2 separate regions of the Vulpes vulpes genome follow, and region 1 is linked to region 2. Evidence: chromatin contacts called from public Hi-C data. All regions are on one chromosome and are shown on one strand. The core of a region is the stretch at or near the end of the contact, and the rest is flanking DNA. Distances in the headings are between cores, read along the strand shown.

Region 1 (6,854 bases), core at 3,357-5,856, 180 kb after region 2:
CAAAGTAGGGGTGACAGGGTGCTCGGTGCAGTGGTGAGGTCACCACTCACTGCCTCTGGGCTCAGTGTCTCCACTGGTCCTCCCGGGGACAGCTGCACTCCATCTGTGGGAGAGCCCGCCCCATTGAAGTGCGTGTTCACAAAGTGAAGGGGGGACGAGAGCCGAAGCAAGGTTTCCTTGGCTACCACATCTTCCTCCTCCTCTTCCGAGTCTAGGTCTTGCCTTGAGAGGGCCTGAGGGGGGCCCAGCAGGTCTTCGGGGGGGGCCGGCTCGGTCTCCTCTCCTTCTCCCAGCTCCCGACTCAGGGCCTCCTCTGGCTCACTTGGCAGGCTCTGCTGGTCCAAATCTGTGCAGGAAACAAACATCTGTCAGGAATGGGTGGATGGGCCTGCTGTTCTGAACCATCACAACAGGCACTCAGTTCAAAGATGAGAACTCAGGACATGGAATACTGGACCAGCCTCAGGTTTTAAGGTCTTTCAGGAGCTTGAAGTCGAATTAGAGGATCAGTTCCCAGAGGAAATATTTACGGGGGTGACAGCCAAAGAGCACAGCCAACATCCACAACAGGAAACAAGAAGATTGGAAGGGCAAAAGGCTTCTCATACCCTCGGAGACATCAGTTAGTTGTGGAGTCGTGGCCCGGGACACAGAGAAGCCACCACTCTCCAAGATAGAAGCCTCCTCATCTGACAGCTCTGAGTCTGTAATGGCCAAAGCCAAGGCTGTTTTCTTCACATCCACCTGCAGGAGAACCCAGACAACACAACAGGTGAGAAGAGATCCAATTATTCAAAAATACCCCCCACTGACTCCCAGTCCCTTGGGAGGTGGCTGCTCTGAAATGGATGCTCCTCCAGCGTTCTACTTGACGTCCCATCTCCCTTGGACCTCACCACCGGGGAGAAGCCAGCCAGTTCTGCTTCGCTTTCACTCTCGGTCTCTGCCAGTGGCTCATCACCTCCGGGGGGTGCGTTCTTCCCCTGCCGCTCTAGAGAAATAATAGCAGAGTAGTGACCAAGTAGAGACCGTGGTGGAGGACAGACGTGGCCAAGGAACTGGAAAGGAAGTTCCAAGGCACTTCATGAGCCGTAAACCAATGCCCTCCCCCAGGATCCCCTCTTGGGTACAGGAGCCCCTTACTCTTCTTGTCATGTTTGTGATGCAGGGCATCAGCTTCTGCTTTCATGCTGTAGTCCAGCTGCATGAGCAGGGGCTCCAGGCGAGTGTACATCCTCTGGATCAGCTCATGATAAACCACCAGGGGCCACAACAGGATACTCAGCACTAGGGGTTAGAGAGTTCACTCAGAGCTCCCTGTGCCTGTTTCCTAAGGGCCCCCATTTAACCAGTTCCTAAACAGAAAAGACTGAAGGCTTTCTGGAGGCTGTACCAACCTCCTCCCTCCACATCTCCTACTCTCCTCCCCAGGTGACTCTTCCGCTGTTACTAATTCTCCAGCATCCCCTGGAGATCTCCGTGAATGGACAACCAGAGAGGAAGAGAGAAAGAGAGAGCGCACGCACCACCCTCCCTTAGAGTCAGTCAGTCCCTTTAATCCAGTGCAGTAAAAGAGAAAGAAGGGCCTTCGGGAAGGACAAAGATTGAACCCTACTCACAGACAATGTAGGAAATCATAATCCCCGGAACGTAGTGTCCCAGCACAGCCAGCACAGCACAGCCAGAACAAACTCGAGCACAAAACTGCAGAGAGAAGCAAGGCTAAAAGGCATACGCCCCATTCACCTGGGCAAGACACTGCTGCTCAGCTGGCAGGAGCAGGGGTAAGGATGTCTTCTAGGGATGTGGTGATCCACTCTAGTTAAGAGGATGCCCAAGACCACCAATTCAAGAAGTTTACCCCAGACCTCACCAAACAACTATAATCCAAGCTGCCTCTGCCTTAACAAGCAGCAGCATGAGAACATCAAACACATTATTCCTGAAATGAGACTACTCCTGTACCAGGACACTACCTGTGAATGTTGCCTTTAAAGGCACCAGCCCTCTTCCTTCAGTGTCCATCCAGGGATTTCATGTTCCTCCTCCCCATCTGCCACACCCCCTCTGTTTCCCCACAGCACAGAAAACTGTTTTATGACATGGAGGTTACCTGAGCTGGATTCTGCCTCTTGTACTGCAGCAGCTCCTGCAGGTGAATCTGGAAGGTGAGCCAGCTCTCAGCCAGGTATCTGCACAACTCGGGCACACTCAGCAGGTGCGGCCGGGCGCCTGACCCCGCACCCTCACTGGGGAGACAGGACATGACCCCTGGAAGCCTCAGACACCAGCTTCCTAGGCACTCATAACCCTCTGAGAATGCCAAGGAGATCTTCAGTCTAAACATGTGGACAACCCCACTTCCCAAAGGGAGGCTGGCCTGGTCTTGGGAAGCAAAGCCCAGAGTTTCCAACCCTCTGCCCCCAAAGGAGCAGGCACCCAAACACCTAAACAGGAACCCAGGACCAAACTTGTTGCCAGTCCATTTGCTATGCTGGGGTCTGTGCTGTAGTGTCACCCTGCAATGTGGTGACACTGGCACCAAAGCAAGATAGGGTCTGGGGTATTTGTCTTCAAGAGATGACCTGCACTCACCTGTCAGAGTGTGGCTCCTCTGGGGATGATGCTATAAAGAGAGGAGGGGAAAATTATTGAGTGGAGACATGTCCCAGGGCAGGAATAACTGCCCCACCTCTGCATTCCCAGGGCACTTTATTCAGATGCCAAATGCAACAAGAATTACATTGTTATTATGGCTTGCATTTGTATGCCTGACTCCTTTAAACCTCACTCTTCTTTTTCTTTAAAATTATTTTTATGTAATCTTTACACCCAACGTGGGGCTTGAACTTACAATCCCAAGATCAAGAGTCACATGCTCTACTAACTGAGCCAGCCAAGTGCTCCAAACTTCTCTATTGGGATGCCCAGGTGGCTCAGTGGTTAAGTGTCTGCCTTCAGCTCAGGGTGTGACCCTGGAGATCCAGAATCAAGTCTCACATCGGGCTCCCTGCATGGAGCCTGCTTCTCCCTCTGCCTGTGTCTCTGCCTCTCTCTCTCTCTCTCTCTGCGTGTCTCTCATGCTCTAAGATTTATTTAAAAGAGAAAGATGCAACAGGAGCAGTAGGGGAAGAGGAAGAAGCAGAACAGACTCCCTGCTGAGCAGGGAGCAGGATGAGGGGCTTGATCCCAGGACCCAGAGATCATGACCTGAGCTGATGGCAGATGCTGAACCGACTGAGCCACCCAAGGGCCCCTAAACTTCACTCTTTTCAAACACACTTTACTCGTGTTTACATCCCAAGCAGCTCACACAGCCTGACATCTAACTGCTCCAAAAATACCTATTTAATAACACCAATAACAACAACAACAACAACAAAAGAACCTAACATTGCCATGATTCCTCTAATATGCGGAACTCTATCATAAGCACGTAACACCTATGAGCTCGCTCAGTCCTCCCCTCTTGACTAAGTACATTTTATTACCCTCGTTTCATAGAAGAGAAAACCGAGGCAAACACAAATTGAGTCGCTATTACAAGGTCACATCCACACGGCGAATGGAACCCGGGCAATGTGGCTGTAGAGCCCACGCTGTTTACTACACTCACGGTAACACGGATTTTTGAGCTGGAGAAGTGGTGGTGCCTGGACGCTGGCGGCCCGCCGCACGTTCGCCCTCCTCCCCAGTCAACCCACCCGGCGGGGTCGGGCACGGGGCAAGCGCAAGACACGGCTTGGTGGGCGACGTTAACACTCACCCGAGAGGTCCGGGAAGAAGCGAGGCTGCCAGAGATCCAGCAGAAAATAGGCCAAAAGTGAGACGCTGAGTAGGAAGAAAGGCCGGAGGGACGACGAAGAGAGCAACCTTCGGGAGAGACGGGCACCGCGGCGCTGAGCGGCTGAGCCTCCCGCATCCACCGCGAAAGGCGGAAAAGCGCCCACTGATGGGGGAACGGGAAGCTCCGGGCCTAACTCGAGACCCCAGAGAGAGGGATGGGCAACCCCGACGGGGGTGCTTCCCCGCGGCGAGCGGCAAGCCCGGGCACCGACACGGGGCTCCCGGGGCTCCCGCGCCCCCGCCCCCCGCGCGCCCCCGCGGCCCGGCCCCGCCCCCTCCGCCTCCTCCGCGGCGGTTACCAGAAGAGGCCGTTGAGCGCGGCCGCCGTGACCAGGCTGTGCAGCGGCTTCTCCCACACCAGCAGCCGCTGCGCCGCCGCCAGCACCGCCTCCCAGCCGCGGAGCCGCAGCCACAGCGTCGTGGCCAGGCGTCCCACCGCCTCGGCCGTGGCCGCCTCCTCCTCCGCCTCGCCGCTGGCCTCCCCCATGCCCAGGCTCAGACCCAGGCCCAGCCCGAGGCTCAGGCCCAGCCCCGGGCCGCCCCCCGCGCCGGTGCTCCCGCCGCCGCCGCCACCGCCGCTCGCCATGGCCCCGTCGCAGCCGCCGCCCGAGCTCGCGAGGAGCCAGGGCTGCGCGGCCGCCGCCGGGGGCGCGTCAGGCGGAAGGGGGCGCACGCCGCGGAGAGCGCAGCCCGGGCCGCCGAGGCCCGTCACGTGACGGCGGAACGACGAGCCCGTCACGTGACGCGCCCTAACCGCCGGGAGAGCGCGGCCCGCGCCTGCGCGCAGGCGGCTGCGGGCCCCCCTGCTCCTGCGCAGGTTCGTGCTGCAGCTGCTGGAGTCGCGTCGGCGCTGGGGCCGCGGCGCTGCTCTGCCCTTCCGGCTCGAAAGGGGCCGCGAGGCCTCACGCCCGCCCGATTTCTCCGCCCTGTACGGGCAGGGCGGCTGGGGGGCCCGTGACTGGCCCGGTGTTCCCGGTGCGCTGCGGGCCGAAGGGGCAGCAAGTCGGCTTCCAGATGCCCGGGGTCGCGGGTGGGACCTGCTGCGGCCCGCGGAGGGCGGCGGCCGCCCTGTTACTCAGCCCCTGACTTTCTGGTCCTCCCAGGTCCCTCCCCTCAGCGGGTAAACAAACACGGGCGCGTGACCCGAGCGACTCAAACAGCCTCACCGAGGCTGAAGAGCAGTTTCCTCCCCGTCCCTTTCCGTAAACTCCGCTGCCAGCGCCTCTCGGAGCTCTTTCCAGTCCCTCGCTCAAACAGGAGGTTGGGGTCGCGGGGTGAGTCTAAAAATAGAATCCTGTTGAGCTGTTTGCTCTGGGGGCGCGTGTGCATGGTGTTTACGGAGGCTCCAGAGCCCCTCGTGATCCCTAATTTCTGCAGCGACCCCACAAAACACCTGCTTGTATGTAGCAAACTCCGGACAAGGAGGGATACGGCGAGACGTAAGTTTTTTCCTCCGCCCCCTCGACCACGGGGCACGCGCTGTGAAGCGTCTCTGTATGTTCTTTCCAAAAGTGTTGTCCAGGCACGTTAGGTGCGGCTTCGAACAGACAAGAAAACATTTGGCAGCAATTCGTTGTCGCGCATCTCGCTTTTCAGTGACTTGAACGTCTGCGTCGGTACAGAAGGCGGCCGGCGCGGTCACCCCCCGCGAGGTCACCCCCCGCGAGGCGTGGCCCCCGGGGCTGTCCCCATCGCCCAGGCGAGGGCTCGCCGCGCTCGGGGCGGCCGGGGGGGGGGGGGGCAGCGGGCGGCAGGAAGCTCCGGGCGGGGGCGGCCGGCGCTGGGTGAGGTTTGCGCCCCGGCCCCGAGGCCCGCACCCCGCACCCCGCACCCCGCGCCGGGGCCCGGATCGCCGAGCCCGGAGCCCCGCCCGGGGCGGAACAGGAAGAGGCGCCCGCCAGCCCGGCCCCGCCTGCCGCCGCCGGCGCGAGGAGCCGAGGCCCCGGGGCTGCGCTGGGGAGGGCGCGGGCGGGCGAGGGCTCCGCGGCTCCCGGACACGCGCGCGTTCCCTTCCACGTTCGCAGGGCGGCAGGTGGCGGCGCGATGGACCTGGCCGGGCTCCTGCGGGACGAAGAAGGCACCTTCTGCCTCACCGGCTTCCAGGACTTCACGGTGAGAGCGCGGCCCGCCCCCTCGGTGGCCTCCCCGGGCGCTCCCCTCGGCCGAGCGCGGGCGCCAGCGCGCCTGCCTGCCGGCTGGGTCTGGAAGCCGGGCGCGAGCCCCTCGAGCCATGCCTACCCGAGGCCCTGGCGCCTTGGGCCCAGGGGTAGAGGAACGGGGTAGGGTTGTCTCGGGAGGACCTCCCCGGGGGCGAGCCCGTGGTGCAGGATCTCCCCCCACCCCCTAGGTAGGCCGCCGGTGGCAGATAATCCCGAGAACCGGGCGGGGTGGGGACACGGGCCTCCTAGCAGTGAGCCGAGCCTGCCGCCCCGCACCCCACTCCCCACTCCCACCCGGAGCCAGGATCTCCACCGTAGCCTTTCTTCCCTGGCCTTCACCGGCCACCACCTGCCGTTTCAGTTCCTCCCAGGACACCAGAAACTGAGTGCTCGGATCCGAAGGAGACTCTACTATGGCTGGGACTGGGAAGCTGACTGCAGCTTGGAGGAGCTCTCCAGCCCCGTGGCAGGTTAGTGTTGTGTGGTTAGAGAGAAGCATGAAGGTGGGGCTGTCAGAGGCCACCAGAGTGACTGGGTGTACACCCCACGAGCTGTGTTGTGTGCTCATAGCTAACTTACCAATACTTGGTACAAGGAGTGGGTTTCCCTTTCACATGTTTTTTTAGTTCAGATGAGTAAAATACATCACTGTCTTACGAATTTGTATCGCTCTTGATTTGTAAATGGGCAACGTAACACATGTATCCCAAATTTACAAGGTGTGTTTATTTTCTCAGATGGGTGGGATGAAAGACAAATCTGGGTAATTTCAGGTGACCTGCAAATAAGCCCTTCCTGCTGGAAGGAGCTGAAAGTCAAATGTGAAATGGGCTTTTTGTCTCAGGATGG
Region 2 (6,598 bases), core at 2,146-4,645:
TGTGAGGAGCAAAGATGTAGAGTATGAGTGGTGAAGTTGTGTGTTAGAACTGACACGGACCAGCCCATGAGAACTGTCAGATTTCTAGGAATTTGGTGATCCTGTCATTAAATGGAGCCATAATTTTAAAATTCAATTATGTAAATTTAAAATAAATTACATTACAAGCAGATAAAAATACTAAGAAATCTAGCACTTTCTTAGCTATTTTACTATCAATCTATGCTCTTTAGGTATTTTTTGTGTATAAGAGCTGTATGGTACAAATCTACACAATGGCAGGCTTTTGTACATCTCTTCCCAACTCCACACTCAATTCATGTTGGCAGCTTGGAACCAGCCACAGGGAGTGTTTACACCACAGAAATTGAATATAAAGGCATGCCTTTACCCAGGCCTTCTCCCACATTTCATATTACCAGTCTTTTTCATTTTTGTTAATCTGACCAATCAAAAATGGTACCTCATTTTTAACCTGCATTTCCCTGATTATAGTGAGACCCAGTCTCTCTTATACTCATTTCTATGAGTATTAGAATTTAATAGTATTTCTTGTTCTTATAAATAGGACTCTTTTACTAGTGCATTTTCTTTCTTTCTCTCTTTTTTTTTTTCTAGATTCTATTTATTTATTTGACAAGGAAAGAGAGCACAAGCAGGGGGAGCAGCAGGCAGAGGGAGAGGGAGAAGCAGGTTCCCAGCTCCCTGCTCAGCCAGGAGCTCAATCCTAGGATCCCGAGATCATCAATCTTAGACCCCTTTGGCTCAAGTAAAGCCAAAGGCAGACACTTAACCGACTGAGCCACCCAGACTCCTCTTACTAGTATATTTTCTAGTTGATTATTGCATGGGAAAGCTGATGATTTTTAAAATCAAGTCACTCCTCCTAACCAATTCCAATAGGCTGTCACTTTAAATTCTTGAAGGTTTTAGATAATCAAATAACCTATAAGTAATGAGAAATTTTACTTTTCCATATATATATATAGAATTCCCTAATGGGAATTCCCTAATCGCTTTCCATATATATATATGGAAAAGTAAAATTTATCATTACATATATATATATATATACACATATATACAATTTATATATAAATGAGTAAAATTTCTCTCTCTCTCTCTCTCTCTCTCTATATATATATATATATATATATATATATATATGTATATAGTTTATTTTGCTTTGTGGCACTGGCTGTGACTGCCAAGTTGACTGTTGACTACTTGCAGTAAAACTCCCCAGGGTCTTACTTGACTTGAAAGGAGCACTTCTCCATTTCCTCACTCTATTTTGTTGTAGATTTCTGGCAGTTAGCCTTTATTTTTTCTCTTTCTGGTTTCTTTCTTTTTTTTTTTTTCAAAAGATTTGATTTGTTCATTCATGATAGACAGACAGAGAGAGAGAGAGAGAGGCAGAGACACAGGCAGAGGGAGAAGCAGGTTCCATCCCGGGACCCCAGGATCACGCCCTGGGCCAAAAGCAGGTGCCAAACCGCTGAGCTGCCCAGGGATCCCCGTCTTTCTGGTTTCTTAAGAGGATTTTGTTTTGTTTTGTTTTGTTTTATCAAGAATGGATGTTCAATTTAGCAAATATTTACCTTCACTTTCTAAGTTACCCATTTTGGTGATATTTGAATTTCTCACATTAGCATGTGCTTTTTTTTGGTACTCAGAAGAGCATTAAAATTTTTTTAGGCTGGGCAGCCCCAGTGGCTCAGTGGTTTGGTGCCTTCAGTCCAGGGCCTGATTCTGGAGACCTTGGATGGGTCCCACGTCGGGCTCCCTGCATGGAGCCTGCTTCTCCCTCTGCCTGTCTCTGCTCCCCTCTCTCTGTGTCTCTCATGAATAAATAAATAAAATCTTTATTAAAAAAAATTTTTTTAGGCTAAATCTCCTGTTTCAGCTCTGGTCATGTCTGTGAACGGTGTCCCTTCCCCACCAGCCAGCTTCTGGCTCTCAGGAAAAGAATGTTCTCTCCATGACCCACTCAGCACTGAAACTTTATACATAATGACATTTCAGTAAACGATTAGGGAATGCCATGAATTCACCCCACCATCTGTATATTCTTGAACAGTGCAATACCCACTGCTATGAATTGAGGGCTGCTGGGTCTTTCTGACTACCCCCTACCCAACATTCCTACCCCAGTATAGAAAGGGCAGATTGCTCTGTTGACCTGTAATCCCTGGAATGTTGACCCCCCTGGTTGCCTGGACCCTCTTTTGTACCCTGGGGCCTTTAAGAGTCTTGATCGGAATCTATGACTAGGCAGGTACCTTGGTTTTTTAAATTGCTACTCACCACTCTCGACATATGAATAGTGGGATTACCTCCAAGAACATGTGGCGTTTGTTTTATTTTGTCTTTTTAAGAAGTAGAAAGAATGCAGATAGGAGTCAAATTCTAGATGCATCCAAATGGCTGTGTGATCTTGGACAAGTCATTAACTTCTCTGTCCTCAGGGACATTTCAGGTAACAGAACACTTACCAAGGTGCATATTAAAAGGCCCAGAAAAGATCTAAGAATGGCTTGGAACAAGGCACTGCCTTCGGGTGAGGACCTGGGACTGTTGCCCGAGGGTAGGGGAGGCATCAGGGGAATACAGGAATCAAATTAGAGTCCAAACCGCACCTTTGCCACTTAATGCGCTGGGGAGGTTATTCCTCTCTGTAGCTCGTTTTGTTCATGTGTAAAAAAGGGACAGTAAAAGTACAAAGTTGATAGAGCAGGTGTGAAGATTAAACAGAAAACACGTTAAGCCTTATCTCACCGTGAGCGCTCCAAGAACACTAGCCATGTTGCTTTTATTATCACAAGGGAGCCTGTGGGGAGAGAGAGAACTTTGTGCAGCACTCGTCGGACCAGGTGAGCGGGCTGGGCGGGTTTTCCCTCGTACTCTGACCTGGGGCAGGTCCGGGGGCGCGCGGCTCCCAGCTGTCCTAGCACCTCCCGGGCAGCAGAGGGCCCCCGCCACCGCCGCGGACGGACTAGCAGGGGGCGGGGCTGGCAACTGGGCCCAGCGAGGGGCGGGGCCGGCGGCGGGGGCGGGGCTGGCAACTGGGCCCAGCGAGGGGCGGGGCCGGCGGCGGGGGCGGGGCTGGCAGCTGGGCCCAGCGAGGGGCGGGGCTGGCGGAGGGCACTAGCGAGGGGCGGGGCTGGCGGCGCGGCGGGGGCGGGGCCGGGGGCGGGGGCGGGGCTGGCGGCGCGGCGGGGCCGGGGGCGGGGCCGGGGCAGGGGCGGGGCTGGAGGAGGGCACTAGTGAGGGGCGGGGCTGGCGGCGCGGCGGGGGCGGGGCCGGGGGCGGGGGCGGGGCTGGCGGCGCGGCGGGGGCGGGGCCGGCGGCGGGGGCGGGGCTGGCGGTGCGGCGGGGCCGGGGGCGGGGCCGGGGGCGGGGCCGGCGGGCCGAGCCCGGGGCAGGGCTGGAGGACGCGGGCACACGCGCGGGGTCATGCAGGTAGGCGTCCGCGGCCAGCCCAGCTCTAACTCGGATCCCAGGCCCGGCTCGGCGCCCCCCCGGGCCTAAGCGCAGCAGCGCGCCGAGCTGAGGGCTGAGCCTGGCCCAAAGCGAAACCGAAAGCCCGGCCTCCGTGACCCGATCTTCCCGGGGTTGGGCACGGTGGCCTCCGAAAGCAGGGGCGTGGAGGGGAGGTGGGGTGTTCGCCGGACAATAGGGCTTTGGCTCCGTGGACAGGCCGGCTCAGAGCCGGGGGCCCGCTGGCGAGCTGGGAGCTCGGAACCGCCCGGGGTTTCTGGGCGGGCTCGTGGGGCTGGGGTTTAGGGGCCGGGCTAGGGCTCGGCTTAGGGGCGGGCGGGACGAGCGGGGCGGGAGCGCTGCGGGGCTGATACTCTGGCTGGAGGATCCGAGCTTCAGCGGGAAGAGGCTGGGCCGGGCGTCCGCGTGTGTCCGAGAGGAGAGAGGCGGAAGCGGGGTCTGCGCCTTGGGTCGGTCACTTCGCGGGAATGGGGCTTGTGGGGGGCGGGTGGCTCCCGGGGCCTGGAAAATAACAATCAGGGCTCCCAAACCTCGTGGAAATCTAAGCGGCACCGCTCCCCCCCACCCCCAGGTGGCCATGACCGGGAGGGCCCGCAAAGAGGCGGTGCAGGCCGCGGCCCGGGAACTCCTCAAGTTCGTGAACCGGAGCCCCTCTCCTTTCCACGGTAAGTGACCGGGACAGAGGGGCAGGGTGGTGGCCCCTGTGCCCCCTACCCCGCTTCCATCGCTCTGAAAGGGCTCTTTTTCTGCAGCTGTGGCCGAGTGCCGCAGCCGCCTCCTCCAGGCTGGCTTCCATGAACTCAAAGAGACGGAGAGCTGGGATATCAAGCCGGAGAGCAAGGTACGTGGGGTGGGGTGGGGTGGGGTGGGGTGGGGTGGGGTGGGGGCAGACCAGCAGATCCCTAGGCCAGGGCACAAAGTCCTTTGTGCCAGCTGGCTAGCTAATCCAACTCCCCCCTTCCCCCAGTACTTTCTGACCAGGAACTCCTCCACGATCATCGCTTTTGCTGTGGGAGGCCAGTATGTTCCTGGCAATGGTTTCAGCCTCATTGGGGCCCACACGGACAGCCCCTGCCTCCGGGTGAGGACCTGGGGCTGCTGCGCCGGGGTAGGGGAGGCATCAGGGGAACACAGGGCAAAAGGGAGTGGGCAGGGACAGAGCGGGTGTCTATTTCTGGAGCAAGGAGACTTGCCACCCCCTTCTTCCATTCTTTGGGCCCTTCTCTGTCAGCAGTGTCCTTCCTTAGCTCTTGCTTCATCTGTTTCGCCTCCAAATCATGCTACTCGACCTTCTCTACTGCTCACTCCCCATCGTCACGCTCAGGTGAAACGGCGGTCCCGCCGCAGCCAGGTGGGCTTCCAGCAGGTTGGCGTGGAGACCTATGGTGGTGGGATCTGGAGCACCTGGTTCGACCGGGACCTGACCTTGGCTGGACGCGTCATTGTCAAGGTGGGAACTGGGGTAGGACCTGGGAGGTTCTCACCTTCCAGCTCCAGAGGATTGTGACCTTCCTTCAGGGGACTTGTGGAGAGCCCTCCAGGGAAGGGGCCGAGTGGGCCAGTCTGGGCTCCAGGATCATGTTGGTTAGTCTGGGTGAAGTGGGGGTTTTAACCAGCTGCGGTAGGGAAGCACCGTGGTCTGACCTGGCCCGGGGGGCCACAGTGCCCTACCTCAGGCCGGCTGGAACAGCGGCTGGTGCATGTGGACCGGCCCATTCTCCGCATCCCCCACCTGGCCATCCATCTGCAGCGAAATGTCAACGAGAACTTTGGGCCCAACATGGAGATGCACTTGTAAGCCTGGGGTCAGGGCTGTGGTGACTGGGAGGGATGGCTGGGGCGCCCAGGGATGGAAGGGGCCCGCTGGGACCTGGGACCCTGCTACCTAATGGTAGCCGCAGCCCCGTTATGCTCTTGGAACCCAGCTGATGGTATCTGAGGAAACCTCATGGCTCTGCGCTCTGCCATTTGGGAAGCAAGTTGGGACTCGAAGGACAAGGACAGTTTCCATTGGGAGATGCTTGAGCATGGGGGGGTGCCCTGCCCCCCCAGCTCTCCCCACACTTCCCTCACGTGTCTCCCCACAGAGTTCCCATTCTTGCCACAGCAGTCCAGGAGGAGCTGGAGAAGGGGACTCCTGAGCCTGGGCCTCTCAATGCTGCAGTAAGAGAGTCCTCTGCTCTCGAGAAGTGGGGGGCAGGGGAGGGGGAAGGGACTGATTCTCTGAGAAGGGGCAGGACAGAACAAGCAGACCTTCCTCCAAGCATGCTTCTGTCCTGCAGGATGACCGCCACCACTCAGTTCTCATGTCCCTTCTGTGTGCCCATCTGGGACTGAGCCCTGAGGATATCTTGGAGATGGAGCTGTGCCTTGCTGACACCCAGCCTGCGGTGAGGAATGGCTGCAGGGACTCATGGGTGGGGATCGCCCACGTCCTAGCCTACCCCAGTGTATCCCCCAAAGCCGCTCACCTCCTCGGCCAGTCCCCCATTTACTCTCTCCCCTCTTCTTCCCAATAGACACCATGTCCCTCTGCCTCTGGGCCAGAGGTTCTCAAAAGGGCACTTTCACACTCCAGACCTGCCTACTTGGACGCCTGCAGTGGCCCTGGGAATCAGCCCCTCCACAGATTCCCTAGGAGTTTCTGCTATAGGTGGTCGCTGTGTACTCTGACTCACACTGGCCCTGCACCTCTGAGGGCAGAAGGCCTGGATGTGGCCCCCCTTTCTCTGGAACCTGCCCTTGTGTCCCTCCCAGTTGCCCAAAGTAGGAGATTATGAAGCTTCTGGATGTTCGGTCTTGTTTGAATATGCACTGTTTCTGGGCTGGTCTCCTCTTCTCTTCATTTTCTTAGCTTTTTTCCTGTCCGTTTGGCTCCTCTCCTTTCCCCCATCCCACAGGAACTGGTAGGAGCGTCACCCCCCTATCCCTCTGCTCCTACCCAGCTCCATTCCTCGTTGTCCACTCAGCCCCACATAGCAGGAGCACAGCGCCCTAAGCTGGAGGGGGGGCGTGGGGCACTATACACAGATGCACCGAGGCTCGCTCGAACCCAGGCCTTTGGGAGCAGCAGGTGAGTTGGGGCAGAGGGTTGAAG

The links. A called contact is a pair of places that touch in the nucleus more often than the background predicts.
Region 1: a contact with region 2 is called in a Hi-C map of skeletal muscle, with 3 times the contacts expected there. The contact joins the promoter of CNPPD1 here to the promoter of DNPEP in region 2. A contact is called at or near these places in 2 of 3 Hi-C or Micro-C datasets (both in skeletal muscle).

Annotation. Positions count from the first base shown.
Region 1 is chr16:5,221,558-5,228,411 of VulVul3, forward strand. CNPPD1 (cyclin Pas1/PHO80 domain containing 1) reads left to right here and starts at 4,607. Exons shown (of 11, transcript XM_072742193.1): 1 at 4,607-4,663; 2 at 4,950-5,120; 3 at 5,871-5,958; 4 at 6,367-6,475. The coding sequence starts at 5,890. It overlaps RETREG2 (reticulophagy regulator family member 2), which reads right to left and starts at 4,639. Exons shown (of 9, transcript XM_072742189.1): 1 at 4,146-4,639; 2 at 3,767-3,873; 3 at 2,596-2,626; 4 at 2,114-2,249; 5 at 1,620-1,704; 6 at 1,144-1,287; 7 at 897-991; 8 at 609-744; 9 at 1-346. The coding sequence starts at 4,432.
Region 2 is chr16:5,045,027-5,051,624 of VulVul3, forward strand. DNPEP (aspartyl aminopeptidase) reads left to right here and starts at 3,396. Exons shown (of 15, transcript XM_072742813.1): 1 at 3,396-3,462; 2 at 4,073-4,166; 3 at 4,254-4,342; 4 at 4,469-4,582; 5 at 4,826-4,951; 6 at 5,165-5,295; 7 at 5,589-5,664; 8 at 5,784-5,891. The coding sequence starts at 3,457.